Linked DNA regions of Mus musculus: all the other regions are linked to region 1. Evidence: chromatin contacts called from public Hi-C and HiChIP or PLAC-seq data. All regions are on one chromosome and are shown on one strand. The core of a region is the stretch at or near the end of the contact, and the rest is flanking DNA. Distances in the headings are between cores, read along the strand shown.

Region 1 (2,800 bases), core at 215-2,714:
CCAGGGCCTCAGCATACATGTGCCCCTCCCCCTAGCCTCTCTGAGCTTTGTTCTCAATCTGCAACACGGGAAATGCTGGCATCCCTCAGCTATTGCAGGATCTATATTGCACTAGTACCCTATGGTCCATGTGCAGAGATTTATTAAAAGATAGTTGCCAGGCTCAGTCAGCACAAGCCTGAGCGTATGAGGTTAACCCTCAGCAGCACAAAGCAGAAGGAAGCACAAACTCCCCTTGTGAACACACACTCACAGACAGACACTAAATGAGATAAAAAGAATAGAACTTTGAAAAAAGCTTCACTTATTAAAGTACGTGGGGGGCAAGATGGATGATCCAAGGCCTGAGGACTAGAGGTCAAGGCCGTCCTTAGGTTACGTATCCAGCTCAAAGGCCAGACTATAACTCGAGACCTGTCTTAAGGAAGATCGAAATCTAATACACAAAATTGTCCATTACATATAAATTGTCAGGTTACCTTAATATCATTTTCATATTTATGTCTCAAAAATATTATTAACATGAAAATTTAATTCCTAGTTTTATTAATCTGATTACAATAAATATTAGAAAGTGATTTTTTTAAAAACTCCAGGGTAGCCTAAAAAAAATCCAACTTACATCACTGATTTTGTTTTTATTATTTTATATTATTTGAAAATGTCATCCATCTATACAGTTTATCTTGACCATATTTTCCCCTCATTCCCCAACTATAACTCCCTCAAGCCCCATCATACCTATCTGTCTATCTCTCTGTCTCTCTAGCTTTCTGTGTCTCTGGCTCTGTGAGTGTAAGAAAAAGGATACATTAATAAATTTGAAGAATAAATTTAGTATGTAAAAATTAATTATTTATAATGGAATTCAAACTATTATAACTAAACTATATGATATGTGGACCAGTTTAAAGTGAAAATAAATGTAGTATTCATACTAGTATAAATAATAAGAAATAAGTGTCATTTTCAAAAAAAAAAGAAAGATCGAAATCCAGAATAAACTACAGGAAAGCAAGACCAAAAACTCAAATCAGTCTTTAAAACATATATACCACTTTTTTCCCCGGGTTCTGGATGAAGCCAAGCCAATGTGAGTAGCAAGATGCTACAACCCAGCGCACCCACAGCACTGGGCGCCTAGGAACCCACCGCTTGGTTGCCAAGGCGACGCCGGGTCCGCGCGGCTGCCCCGCCCCGTCACGCCGTCACGCGCTCGCGCGGCGCCCCGCCTCCAGCTGCGCTGCCGCGCGGACGACTGGCTGGCCGCGCGGGTCTCACTATTCTCACTCCATCCGCGCAGCCAATGACTGGCGCCGCTAGGGCTTCGTTGACTTGAGTCACACGCTGCCGGGCCTTAGCACGGACCAATCACTGCACGGCGAAGGCAGGGCGGGAGTGGGGCGGACCAATTACGACAGGCGAGCCGGGGCCCGGCCTCCGGGCCCTGCCCCTGAGCCGGCAGAGGTAGTGAGGAGGCCGCTGCACCTGCCAGGACTTGCGCTTAGACCGCTGTCTGTCGCGGGGACGCCAGGTAAGGCGCTCTCTAGCCTGATCCGGGTGGAGGGCGACTGAGACGGGGACCAGCAGGGTGGTGTCCGGCTGAGGCCGGTAAGGATGCGGTGGGAAGAACCTGGGTGGGCTGTGCGAGACTCCAGGCAAGGAGCCTAGGTTCTCAAGTGATGCAACTGGAATGACAACACTTCCTGCCCTTTAAAGAGTTTGCAATCACCTGGAGTCTGGTTCATTGACTTGAGTCTTAAAAACTTTTTACAAAAACACCATCACCAAGTGGGGGAGTAGGGTGTGTTCTGTGTTTGTGGATCTAGGAAGCTGTCCCAGAGGTATTGTAGGATGTGGCTCCATGTGAGAGAGGGGTGCATGGACGAGAGGTCTGGGCTTCACATTAGGAGAATTACCCGCGCTTGAACCATGAAGGTTTAAACTTATGTTTAAATGGATCCTGACCCTGTGCCTAAGGCTTCTCTAAGCTGCAGTGCCGAAAGAGGGGCTGGGATCGTCAGCCAGGAGTTAAGTTATCCTACGAATACATTTTTTTTTTCATCCTTTTTATTTTTTGAAATCCGAGGATCTAGTCTACCTGATTCAGATCGAATTTCCAGGCAAGCAGGCTGCTCAAAACTGAAAAGGCAGGATATTCATTTCAGCAAAGCCTGCTTTCCCCTCTCCTGTCTGATCACTTTATCTGACACTTTGTTTAAAACTACATGCCCTGTTTTCCTCTCCTCATTACGGAGCGTGAACTTGAGGTAACTGAACGCTGTCTCAGCATTGTGTGGAAGTTGGGAGACTTAGTCGAGGATGCCGAGTTAGAGACTAGAACAGCTCTTTTGGAGGTGATGAAGTTTCTCAAGTTAGGCATTAAAGCGTGTTTGCGATGGGCACCTGAGGCACTGTAGGATGCATTCAAGTTTGATCCAGGCCAGCAGCCTTTTGGGTAATCAGAATCTAAATCAGGATAAGAGTTACAGATGATGGGTATCAACCAGCATTCCATGAGACTAGGAAAAATGTCAAATGGAGAAATGTCAAATCTTGATGGTTGCTGAGTGTGTGGGCGAACACTGGTAATCTCAGCAGGGTATCAGGAGTTCAAGGTCGTCCTTAGTTTCATAGTTTTAAGCCCAACTTAAGACACAGATCTTGAGACACAGAGAGACAGGCAGAGAGAGAGAGAGAGAGAGAGAGAGAGAGAGAGAGAGAGAGAGAGAGAGAGAGAGAGAGAGAGGAGAGAGAGGAGAGAGAGAGAGAGACAGACAGACCTGGGGCACTTTGTGAA
Region 2 (2,800 bases), core at 189-2,688, 1.7 Mb before region 1:
GGAGGTGGGGGTGGTGTCAAGCACAGGCACTCATTGCTCTTTGCTTCTTTGCTTCCTGGGTGTGGACACCATATGACCAGTCTCATCCCATTCCAGCTTCCCTGCTATGCTCGATTGTATCCCTGAGAACTGTAAGCCAAAATAAATTCTCCCATCCATGCTGTTGTCAGTTTTTTGTTTCTGTTTTTGTTTTGTTTTGTTTTTGATCATAGCAGTAAGGCAAGTAACTAATACAGCTAGGAAATGCAGCCCTGTAGAGGGAGCTGCTTCTCCGTGCACACACACAGGTCTTGCTGAATTTGTCATTTGTCATATTTGAAGATTTGTAATGCAGTCCTCTGATCCAAGTGATGTTAATCGATATAAGGATTTCTGGGGTCAGACTCTAGCTCTGCCACTTAGGACTGCATGTCTCCTCCAAGTTATTTTACCTCTCTGTTTTTTATCTCCTCATGTCCAAAGAATTGACAGGAATAGCCTGCTTTAGTCAACAGAGGATGTATTTAACAAATTTAAATGCTGAACAGTACCAGTAATTTAGAACAGATCTGGTGAGCATCCATCAGTTATCATAATGTGGACTCTGTAGCCTAGCATCCAAGTGGACTTAGATTGTCCTCTCCTTCTGCACTAACTCAGAAGTATAGTACCATCTCTGAGGGAGATGTGGGCGAGATCTGATCATGCAGAATTAAGTCACCAACCCAATCTATTTTGGGAGAAGGAATAGATTTTTTTTGAGTGTCAAATATCATAAAAATTAATAGATTTTTCTTCACTATAGGGACAAAGATAAGAGAGGTAATAGGCAAGTTGCTTTGCATACAGTAGGTGGGGTTATCTACAAGATTATATAGTGATACCTTCTTTTTCTGTTAGGAGTGAATAGAATATACTACAGATTATCCAAGATGCCCCATTTTATGTTTTCTTTTACTGAACGGTTAAGGGACTCAATCATACCACGTTTGGAAATAAAGTTCAATGGTAGAGTACTTCCCTAGCATGTAGCAGGCCTGGAGTTTGAGTCTATATGTAAGCATATATCCCAAGGCATCGATGTGACACTTGTGACAAGGTTGTATCACACATGTGAAATATAGAGCTTGTGCAGCAGTGTGGTGGAAACATCCCAGATAAGCTATCCTGATGACTACCTCGGCAATTGCACAGCTCCATAGCTTTCTGTGGATGAATGAGACAAGAAAATGCTCTTCTTCTCAAAAGGGTGGTCAGTGAGAATCTTTGTAGGACCCTCTTAATGTGAAATTTCTTAAACTGTTTGAAGCTCTGAGAGAGAGAGAGAGTATACTAAGAAGCGCTGTGTTACAGCACTGTTGTGTTAAAGCAACAACAATGCTCCTGCACTTGAGACAGAGAAACGAGGAAGTGAAAAGAGGCCAAATGCAACTTGTCACAACACCCAGCGGTTGCTGGAACACCATTTTGTCACGGGATGAGCTGTGGTTAGTTAAAGCAAGAGCAGCAAGCAGGCTCTCAATGGATAGGATGGTTGAGTTTGTTTAGGGCATGAAGGATCTGGAAGGTGTAGGTTAGAGGCGTAACTCAGTGGGGCCATGAGACACAGGCTGTGTTGTAATGGTGCAGAGGGGAGTGCCAATTTGTAGATGAGAAACCATCTAAGAGCAAAGCTAATGAATGGAAGAGTCTAAAAAAAAAAAAAAAACCCAAAACAAACAACCCCATATACTGTAGAGGATACCGAGCAAGAGAAAAGAGCAGAGAAAGATCTGGGTTTGGAACAGGCTGCCTGCTGTTATGAGAGAGCACAGGTCAGATACACACATAGTCACACTTTACGTAGCCACTGGAGCTGATATGGTGGAGACCCCAGAATCTGGGGTGAAGCAGACACTGACAAAGAGCTTTATCTAACCTGGGGCAAGTGATCCACCCTCCTCACGTCTCAGTTCCCTCTTTGGTAAAGTTGAGGTGGTGGTGGTACCATCTGAGCTGTTGGGGCTCAGACCAGCATCTCACACATGCTGATCACATATTCTACTACTGGGCTATATCTACAGACCTGCAATGCTGTCTCGTGTGTGTGGATGAGGTTGTGTCTTATATTACCTATATATAAATAGCACACAGTAAGTCAGCTAGTGCACCAGGGAATCCCAGTTGGCTTGTGAAACAAAATTCCATTACCTCCGTAGTAGGCTTTGAACAATTGTATTTGTTCTTTGAATTTATTTCATTGCAGCTAACATGATTTGCCTGGGTCCCCACCATCTCTTTCATTTATACCCATCATAATTCACATATTTATATAACCTGCTCCATGTGTGTGGGCAACTGAATTTGTGAATCTTCAAGTGACCGAAGAACCTACTGTCATTAAGCAAAGTTTGTCAGGAGTTCAGAGGTGTGTAGGCCTCCAATTCATTCTATGAAATGGCAGAACAGTTGTATATCACCTATGCATATCCTTCTGTATGCTCTCAGTTATCCTGAAATGAATTGCAGTACCAAAAAAAAAAAAAAAAAAAGGATGTAAGACTGTAGTTTCCAGGGACTAACAGCAAGAAAACACGGGAACATGATCAACGTACAGGTGTTCTTTTCCTCTGAATAATTCAGATACACAATTGATGGGATCTGCAGATAAGAGGATCTGAGCATTGAAAACAATGGTTCTGAGCTGTCAACTTTACCTAAAGTTTCCTCTCTAAAGTATATATAAACCTACAGTATATATACATTCACCTGTAAGTGTGCACAAACCTGATTCTAGATTATAAAGACAGCTTTTCTTATTATGCCTTTCCCCTTTTCTCTC
Region 3 (2,800 bases), core at 150-2,649, 1.7 Mb before region 1:
AGAAACAGGATTCAGGAAGCTGTGGGCTCACAGAAGGAATTGGGGTTGACTGAGTTGAGGAAGTGGCTTTGAAATGGAAGCAGCAGCCTAACCAGGATGATTGGGTTTCTGGTAATGGCTCAACTGTATCAGCCTATGATTGTGAACAAGAAAGAAACTGAGTTATGATGTACCACAAATGTCTAACAGCTTTCCTAACTCATCTTTTGCTTCCCTGTCTTCCACTTTCTTCCCATCTAAACCATGAGAGACCTATGACATACAACTATGGTTCTTAAGACATGATTTTTAGTCTAAAGCATCAGTATCATCTGTGACTATACCAGAAATGTAAATTCAAGGTCTTAATACCAGAGTACAGAAGACTCTAGAAATAACCAGTGATCTATGTTTAAATAAACTCTCTAGTAGTTGTAGATTCATGTTAAGGTCTTAGAACCACAAGACTCAAGAATCCTTCATAGGTAGATTTTTTTAGTGGCAAGCTTACCCAGAACTGGATACTATGACTTCACATAATCAACATCAATGGCTTAAAAAGGATATTTTCCTTAAATTAAAAAAAAAATATGCTGAGAAGTTTGTTGTATCTCCAAGGTACAAATGCTTTGCAAATGTTAGCAAAAAAAGATTGCAGTTAATCACAAAATAGCTGCATTTTACCATTGAAAACTATGCTGTGTGTATTCTCTCACGTGCATTCTAAATTTAGCAATACATGTACATATGTATATGTGTATGAGTAAGGCAGAGAAGGCATTATTTGGGATGAAGAAGGAAACCATTGAAAGTGATAAGAGATTAAAGACAATGAGAAAGACTAGTATGTGTGGAGGGAAATAAATGTGAACAGAGTACAGTTATTTCTAAAAATGAATTAAAATAAAATATGTCATGGAACTGAGAGGTCTTGAGCATTAGTTAGGAGTTGAGTATAATGGGAGAAATGGCTTTTTAAACTGAGAAACAGTGACTAGCAATCAGTCTAGTGAGGGTCATAGGGGGCCATGTAAAGAAAAACCCTAGATGCTTTCAGGGAATGAGAAACATATCAGCACAGGTAGGTCATAGTTAATGGTGCATACCAAAACTGCAGAGGCAAGTCTCACACAGAGATCATGTGAGGACTTAGAAATCATATTAAAGATTCTGCACTTCCCACTGAGAGTACAAACCACTGAAAACTCCAACAAAAGGCCAACATGTTCTGATCTTTTACTTTTAGATGTGATTTTCCTGTAAGGCAACTTTTGAGCCATACACATAACCACACGGCGATTTAATTTCCAAATGGTAATTGGCTAATAGCAATACGTGTTCAGAATAAGACTGAGACAAGTATGGGAAAGAGGATATGGTGTCCACATGTGGGCCAAATGCCAGGAACAGAAAAGGAGGAAGGGCTCAGGGGTTGCTTCTTCTTCGTGGTTGTGACTAAAGTAAGATCTGCCTTTGCATGTCTGAAGCAACAGAACTACAAGTTCACAGGCATTTGCTGCTTCTCTCACCATTGTCTTCCTCCCTGCGCAGGGGATCATGGTGTCTGTGATCAATCTGGAAGCATTTCTCCTACAGTGTTTCTTGTAGAAATTTAATTTTCTTGTTTAGGCCTCCTACATTCCCCTCAAAATGATCCCCAAATCCTTCTGTCCTCTCTGACCTTGAGGACATTTTTCATGTTTGCCAACCATTATTTTCTCTTGTCAGTATATCACATCAACCTATGTGACTTATAGGTACATAGTTGTTTGATTTTATAGTGTATAGCTCACCAATCACTGAAAAATTATCATCAGCTCCAACTGTGCTGTGTTTCAACAGCATGCCTATTATTATTTTGCATATAGTATGTTTTGAGAGTTTTATACATAGAACTCCATCTAGATTACTCCATCTTTCCTCCCAAATCCTCTAGTGACATCCTCTCTAAAATTTTTCATATTTTCTTTTATTATTATTATTATTATTATTATTATTATTATTATTATTATTAGTAGTAGTAGTAGTAATAGTAGTAACATACATAGACAGGCACACATATGTATACGACTTGTTGAGTCCATTTAGTGATTCTATTCTGTGCATGTGTCCAGGACTGACTGACTGATGGAAAATCTACACTGGAGCACATTTGGAATCACAAATGGCTTGCTTATAATGTAACTCATCACACCGTTCTCAAGTCAACTGGCCTCTAATGTCTCTTACATTTATAAATACCAGTATCTCACATTTCTCAGGTTCTCCAGGGTACCATGGCCGTCAACAACTTTGTCTTATGCTCTCACTAGACCTAACAATTAAGGTGCTTCCTAGTTACTTAGTGGGCTACCACCATGTCCTTCCTACTCACTTCCACTAACCTTTATCACTGTAGCTTTCAGTAGAGTAATTCTATACACCATTTCCTGTTAACAGTACAGAACAGGGTTATAGTGACTTGTTTGTCACTCTTCTAGCCAATTTTATTTAGCAAAAATACTTCCTGCATATATTTTTGCATTGGAATATTTTTATTCTTTAGAAGAATATCATGAAAATTCCCATGGGATATGAGAAAACCAACGATGAACTATTTCTGGCTGAAGATAGGCTAAAAGAACTTAAGAAGTTCATGGAGGCTGTTGGAAAGCAGAGATCTATAGAACAGAGCAAAACAACTTGGATAGACTCTGTATTTTATTAAAAATGCTTTGAAATTTGTCTTAGCCCTTATTATTCTTCAAATCTACCCATAGAAATTCAAAGGAACATCAGTGAACAATGTTGGTTCCTCAGCTCTGTCTGACCTAATGGTATT
Region 4 (2,800 bases), core at 217-2,716, 1.6 Mb before region 1:
AGTGAGTGGCAGTTCTCCATGTGGAGCCCATAACAAGCAGACCAGGGGCTGACTCTGACTCTGTTGCCTCTTTTTAGATCCTTTAACTTTAGCTGGGCATCCTATGTCTGGCCTCAGTGGGAGAGGATGTACCTAGTTCTGCTAAGTGTTGATGTGCCAGGCTGCCTTGGTTCCCATGGGGGGGGGGCGTCCTTTCCTTTTCAGAGGAGAGGAGAAAGATAAATGGGGGAGGGGGTGTGAGGGTTGGACTGAGAGGATAGGAGGGAGGGTGCTACGATTGGGATATAAACTGAATAAATAAATAAAGCAGAAAAACAAATTCATGGCCTCCTTTTCTGTTGTGTATATTGTTATTGTATACATATATGTTTCTCTCAGTTTCTCTGTATGTGTGCATATCTGTGTATGGATCTGTGCACATTTATCTATAACTATGCTCATGTGGAGACCTGAAATTGAAGTTGGTTTCTTCTTCCATCCTCCTTCATTTTTTTTTCTTCTGATAGAGGGTCACTCAGTGAACTCAGTGTTGACTAGTTTGGCTACACTAGTGTTCTATTGAACCTCAGGATTTGGGATCAGCTTGTTCTCACTCTCCTAGTGCTAGGATCACAGGTGCTTTCCATCATATCTGGATTTTAAAGGATAATTTGGACTGACACTTGGGTTCTCATGTTTGTGCAGTGATAACTTCATTTGTTGAGCCATTTTGCCAGCATTACAAAGCATCAGATGCTTCAGATACAAAGCTTTAGTGTCGTTTCAATTAAGTGGTGCTTTGGTGGCCACTCCTGTACATTTAACAAAATACGAAGGTTGCCTTAGTTTTCACATTTCAGCTATGACTAAGGTTCCCCCATTTCCCCTTTAAGTATCTCTGTGTTGTCTTTTTCTTTCCAACCTTTTCCAGTTCACTTCAAATTTGTTATTTATGACACAATTATATTAGTAGCCTCCTAATTGTTTTTCTTTAATGACACTCCATTTCCATAAAGACAAAGCCATGACTTCTCATTATGGCTGACTAGGCTTTCTGATCTGGTCTCTTTCTCACTCCCTCATTCTGGAGCCTCTTTGCCCTCTTCCATGGCCTTTGTGTTGCTTATTCAGACCTATGCATAGTCTTATGGGTTTCTGCTTCAGAGCTTATACACACATTTTTCTCCCCTTCAGTTCTTAGGATGTTCTACATTTATCTACAGATTGTTCACATCTATTGATCCTCCACATACTCTCAGTTTAGGAAGCCTTCTATGATAAGCTTAGACATTTTAAAGAAGTCCTTCAAGCTGTGTCAAAAATATTCTACACAAGCTCCTGAAGCATAGCTTTCTTCATTGAGCACGTATTGAGTGAAGTAATGATTTATTTCCTAATGAAATGTTTCTGTGCATCCCCAGTGTATTTCACATAACAGCCAGCCCTTGACCACATCTGCCAGAGAAATGAAGTATGTTGCCTTTGTGTTATGACATCTTACAATTGCCTCATTACTCACCAGGGCAACTCCCAACCACTTCTTTTCTGTGCCTTCAACACTTGGCTCTTTCCTCACTGAAACCTTGCATTTAGTCTTCATTGTGACTGACAAGCCTTCTTTCCAATGTTCTTCAAAGCCTTCCTCAACTGAAACCCTCAGTAATTGCTTGATCTAGAAATTTTCTTCATTAGCATTGTGTATCGACACCATGACTATTTAGTATTTATCACAAGTTTCATCAGAAAGGCATGAATATTTCAACATACCTTTTAAATACGCTAGAAAGTTCTAGAAACATTCTGTTCTTTGACTTAAAAAAATCTAACTTCAAATATGTATATGCATTTCTAAGTATTATTTTCTTAGTAACTTTATTTTTCTTCCTTGAAATTTAATGCTTGTGCAAGTTCAAATGTGCTGATTCAGTAACAGTAAACAAATCTTTACCTGGATCTGGTTTTGTTCCCAGTCTTGGTCAAGGCGCTGGTGACATAATAAGTAAAACCAAATTATTTTGGTTGAGTTCATGTGTTAAGAGGGAGAGAGCATGGAAGTAGGATGTCAAAATATGAAAAGGAAAAACTCCATCATATAATCCTTAGGACAAGGATAGTACTAGTCAGATAAATTAATCAGGACAAAAGAGTGGGGAGTCAGTAGGAATGGATGTTAATAAGAAAAATGTTCAGTTTTATCATTGATTACTTTCGAAGTTAATGTTATCACTTAAAAATTTATTCATGTATGTACATGTGTGTGGGTCTTCAAGTATCCTGACCCAAGTGTAGAGGTTAAAAGACAGCTAGTATGTGTGTGCTCTCTTCACCACATGAGTCCTGAGTACTAAGTTCAGTTTTTCAGGCCTCAAGGAGGGCATCTTTTCCTACTGAGCTCTCTTGCAAAACCATGAATATTTGTCTTTGTTCTGTAATCAAATTTCTCAGTTTCTTACTTTATCTGTTTCTGACTCTCTGAACTTGGGTGCACTGGTAGAGGCCTCTATGCCTGGTTCTTTCAACAACTCACTTCTCAATGTGCAAACTTCTGTCTCTCTTAGGATTCAAACACATCACAACATTATTCTCATTTTTTTCTCGGTGACATCTCTTATGGAGCTTGTTTTGCTTTTGCTGTGATTTTAAGATTTTGACTCTAATTAACTAGAGCCCTAACTGCTGATGTCCTTGATGAAGCCTTGCTATGACTCCAGGGACTCTCTTGATGTTTCTTACTGTTTGGATACACTTCATAGCTTGTTTTGAAAATAAGTCTAACATGAATGTTTCTAACTCTAGTTTCTCTGAATATATTTTTAAAATT
Region 5 (2,800 bases), core at 160-2,659, 1.6 Mb before region 1:
ATTAGGAACTAGATATCTTTAGGGACCTAGTACTTTACCGTCAACAGAGAGTACACAACAGGTGGAAATCAACAATGTAAAGTCAGTGACACTTATCTCTTCATTAAGAACACTTTCTGAGACATAAAGTTACCTGTCAAAGATTTTGCTTAATGTCCATCTATTTAACATTTAACTAGAAGTCCACTAAGTAACTACTAATTTACCCCAAGAATGTATTATCTCATAGTTGGATCAGTATTTCATTTTATTTTAAAGTTGAATAGCTTAGGGTCTATAAACTTTTAATAGTCATTTGAAATATTTTTTCTTTTACCCAAAATGGATATTTTCCTTCAGTATATTGTGATTATGGTTTCCCCTCTCTCAACTCCTCCCAGGTCCTTCCCAAGTCTCCTTCCATCCAAATCTACACCTTTTCATTTTCTCTTGTGTTAGAAAATGAACAGTAAATAATACTAAAAATAATGATTCATAGTTATATTCACAACAGATTCTGAAAGTAATGTTTAATGTATAAAACATGCCCATTGCTTATGATACAAAAATAAAAATTATTAATTTAAAATTTTAACTTAAACAATAATAAATAAATTTAAATTAATTAAAATAAATAATAAAAAGAAAAAATAATAAAACAAATAATTAAAATAAAATAGAAGATAATCAAACTAAATCAAATCAAAACAAACAAACCAGAATAGGATAAAACAAATAGAAGAAAATAGCTAACTAAAAAAAAGCATACGAAACATGTCTAGACACAGAGATTAAATATTATTTTTTTAACTGCTTTGTCGTTTTTTAATTTTTATTTTTTTAATTTTATTTTATCTTTAATTTAGTTTTTACACTCCATATTCCATTTCCCACTCCTCCCATCTACCTTTTCCTTTGTTGTCTTTTTATTTTTTTGTATTCATATAGTTTGTTTTCACTGATAAAATGTAGACCTTTGTAGTAGTCTATATATAGACAAAATGGCAATAGAGCAAATATTAGGTAAGATTTTCCATTTTAGCATTCATAAATCAGATATTCCATGAATTCACTGAAAAGAGTAGATGAGGTATTGCCATATCTAAAAACAAAACTGGAAGATAGTAAGTTGTGATCAGACATAAAAATTCATAGGCAGCATTGGACATAAGCCAAATGTGTTTTTACAGTGTCTGTCATAAGCCATGGGAGGGCTTGATGTATTAAATATTACTTTTGGAATCTGCTGTGAATATAATCATAAATTAGAGCTGGAGAAAGTGGATAATGTTGATTCAAATCAAAGAAATATGAGAGAAGCACGGTAAAAAACAAAACACCTACTCTTTTCATGAAGGAAAAGCAGTGTGAGCTTCCAGCCACACCCACTACCTCAAACATACAGTTAAAGCAGCCCACAGGAAACACAAATAAGCCACCATTGTCATCTTATCTATTCTTGGCAAAGGCCTCGCCCTAGCCTGGCCATTGTTCGAGCTGTTAAAGAAAGGCCTTTGATACTTCTCTTTGTCCTCAGATAACCATTCCTTTCTCTTTCCATGACAAAGTCACATTGATACCCAGAAAATGAATGGCTTAGAGAGACATAGGCTATAAAGAGACAAATAAAAAGGAAACAGAAGTTATGGGTGGAGTAATAAGATGGTCTTCAGGCATTTAAACCTCTAACTTCTCATATCCTAGGTCCCTGGACCATTAAGCATTATTCTAACAGTCTACTCTGCAGGTAGTCTCCTTGCCATGGCTCCTGCAGATCTCTGACATGAGTTACAGGAGTAGTGACATCAAATGGAGGCTATCAATAGTGCTTTGAGTGTTTGGGACTTAGTGCCATCATACTTATCCCCAGCCCTGCCTGAGCATGCACTCAGCGCCACCAACTGGAGGAAATTGATGCCTACAGAGAAACTGGAACTCCAGAATCAACAGGAGAGTGCCTGATTAATTAATATATGATTATAGAAGAAAGGTTGAAGTTGAAAATGTAGCATAAGAGAACAATAACTGGAAATATACTTTCAGACTAGTACAATATGAATATTTATGTTTAGGGGAAAGGTAAGATACCACGAATAAGAAGCTAGAAAATAAATCATAGAATTGAAAATATTAAACTTGAAAACACAGTAGTTGGCACAGCAGACACAATGGAAGGAATCAAATTTTTCTATATGGTTGTTCCAAAGAAAGAAAGTATAGAAGGATGCACATTAGATACAATATTGCAGATAGCCTTCAAGGATGACCATACTTTGAGAGAACTAGAAGAGGGCTAAGTACAAAGGAGAAGAGAAAATATTGTTCAGTCTCCATAGCAAGGTTTAGTAACATCAAAGATATGACTGTGGTGGCTAGGTATGCCCCCATAGACTCATGTTTTCAAATGCCAACCAGGGGAAGTGGCACTCTTAGGAGGTGTGGGATTGTTAAAGAAAGTGTGTCACTATAGAAGTTGGCTTTGAGGTCTTATATGCTTAAGCTATGCCCAGTGTGGCATATGATCTCTTTCTTTGCCTGCAGATCAAGATGCAGAACTTTCAGCTCTTTCTCCTGGACCATGTCTGTCTGCATACCACCATGCTTCTTGCCATGATGATAATGGACTAAACTTCTGAAACTGTAAGCCAGCCCAAATTAAATGTTTTTCTGGTGTTTCTCCACAGCAATAGCAACTCCAACTAAGACAGTGACAGTAGTCCAAAAACATCCAGAATGTGATAACTACTCTATAAGCTTAGCAATCATTTTGTCACACATTTGATGAGTAAGATTTGGTGGTGTAACAATTTTAGTATATGGG

Evidence for each region. A called contact is a pair of places that touch in the nucleus more often than the background predicts. HiChIP or PLAC-seq counts read pairs in DNA pulled down with a chosen protein or histone mark.
Region 2: a contact with region 1 is called in an H3K27ac HiChIP or PLAC-seq map of bone marrow-derived dendritic cells, with 10 times the contacts expected there. The contact joins the enhancer-like site here to the promoter of Msmo1 in region 1. A contact is called at or near these places in 4 of 39 promoter capture datasets (cranial neural crest, hippocampal neurons, neutrophils and 1 more), 5 of 115 datasets of contacts at active chromatin or transcription factors (the 230-238 cell line, bone marrow-derived dendritic cells, bone marrow-derived macrophages and 2 more) and 2 of 9 other capture datasets (adipose tissue and liver).
Region 3: an H3K27ac HiChIP or PLAC-seq map of bone marrow-derived dendritic cells shows a contact between it and region 1, with 8 times the contacts expected there. The contact joins the enhancer-like site here to the promoter of Msmo1 in region 1. A contact is called at or near these places in 1 of 39 promoter capture datasets (pre-B cells) and 4 of 115 datasets of contacts at active chromatin or transcription factors (acute myeloid leukemia, bone marrow-derived dendritic cells, large pre-B cells and 1 more).
Region 4: an H3K27ac HiChIP or PLAC-seq map of acute myeloid leukemia shows a contact between it and region 1, with 7 times the contacts expected there. The contact joins the enhancer-like site here to the promoter of Msmo1 in region 1. A contact is called at or near these places in 2 of 39 promoter capture datasets (cranial neural crest and pre-B cells) and 3 of 115 datasets of contacts at active chromatin or transcription factors (acute myeloid leukemia, bone marrow-derived dendritic cells and large pre-B cells).
Region 5: a Hi-C map of B cells shows a contact between it and region 1, with 6 read pairs. The contact joins the enhancer-like site here to the promoter of Msmo1 in region 1. A contact is called at or near these places in 1 of 39 promoter capture datasets (pre-B cells), 1 of 484 Hi-C or Micro-C datasets (B cells) and 1 of 115 datasets of contacts at active chromatin or transcription factors (bone marrow-derived dendritic cells).

What each region holds. Positions count from the first base shown.
Region 1 is chr8:64,732,242-64,735,041 of GRCm38.p6, reverse strand. It overlaps Msmo1 (methylsterol monoxygenase 1), which reads left to right and starts at 1,464. Exons shown (of 6, transcript NM_025436.3): 1 at 1,464-1,534.
Region 2 is chr8:66,443,014-66,445,813 of GRCm38.p6, reverse strand. The region is part of intron 7 of Marchf1 (membrane associated ring-CH-type finger 1); the gene reads right to left. Among named protein-coding and RNA genes, the nearest start is that of Tma16, 42 kb to the left of the region's middle. Within about 2 kb of position 1,438, at least 31 of the 459 cell types and tissues checked have an H3K27ac peak or open chromatin away from gene starts, as enhancers often do. A contact at or near this core is called in adipose tissue, bone marrow-derived dendritic cells, bone marrow-derived macrophages and 2 more, where this site is marked.
Region 3 is chr8:66,390,365-66,393,164 of GRCm38.p6, reverse strand. The region is part of intron 6 of Marchf1 (membrane associated ring-CH-type finger 1); the gene reads right to left. Among named protein-coding and RNA genes, the nearest start is that of Tma16, 95 kb to the left of the region's middle. Within about 2 kb of position 1,399, at least 37 of the 459 cell types and tissues checked have an H3K27ac peak or open chromatin away from gene starts, as enhancers often do. A contact at or near this core is called in acute myeloid leukemia, bone marrow-derived dendritic cells and pre-B cells, where this site is marked.
Region 4 is chr8:66,341,782-66,344,581 of GRCm38.p6, reverse strand. All of the region lies in intron 5 of Marchf1 (membrane associated ring-CH-type finger 1), which reads right to left. Among named protein-coding and RNA genes, the nearest start is that of Tma16, 140 kb to the left of the region's middle. Within about 2 kb of position 1,466, at least 25 of the 459 cell types and tissues checked have an H3K27ac peak or open chromatin away from gene starts, as enhancers often do. A contact at or near this core is called in acute myeloid leukemia, where this site is marked.
Region 5 is chr8:66,322,275-66,325,074 of GRCm38.p6, reverse strand. The region is part of intron 5 of Marchf1 (membrane associated ring-CH-type finger 1); the gene reads right to left. Among named protein-coding and RNA genes, the nearest start is that of Tma16, 160 kb to the left of the region's middle. Within about 2 kb of position 1,409, at least 41 of the 459 cell types and tissues checked have an H3K27ac peak or open chromatin away from gene starts, as enhancers often do. A contact at or near this core is called in B cells, where this site is marked.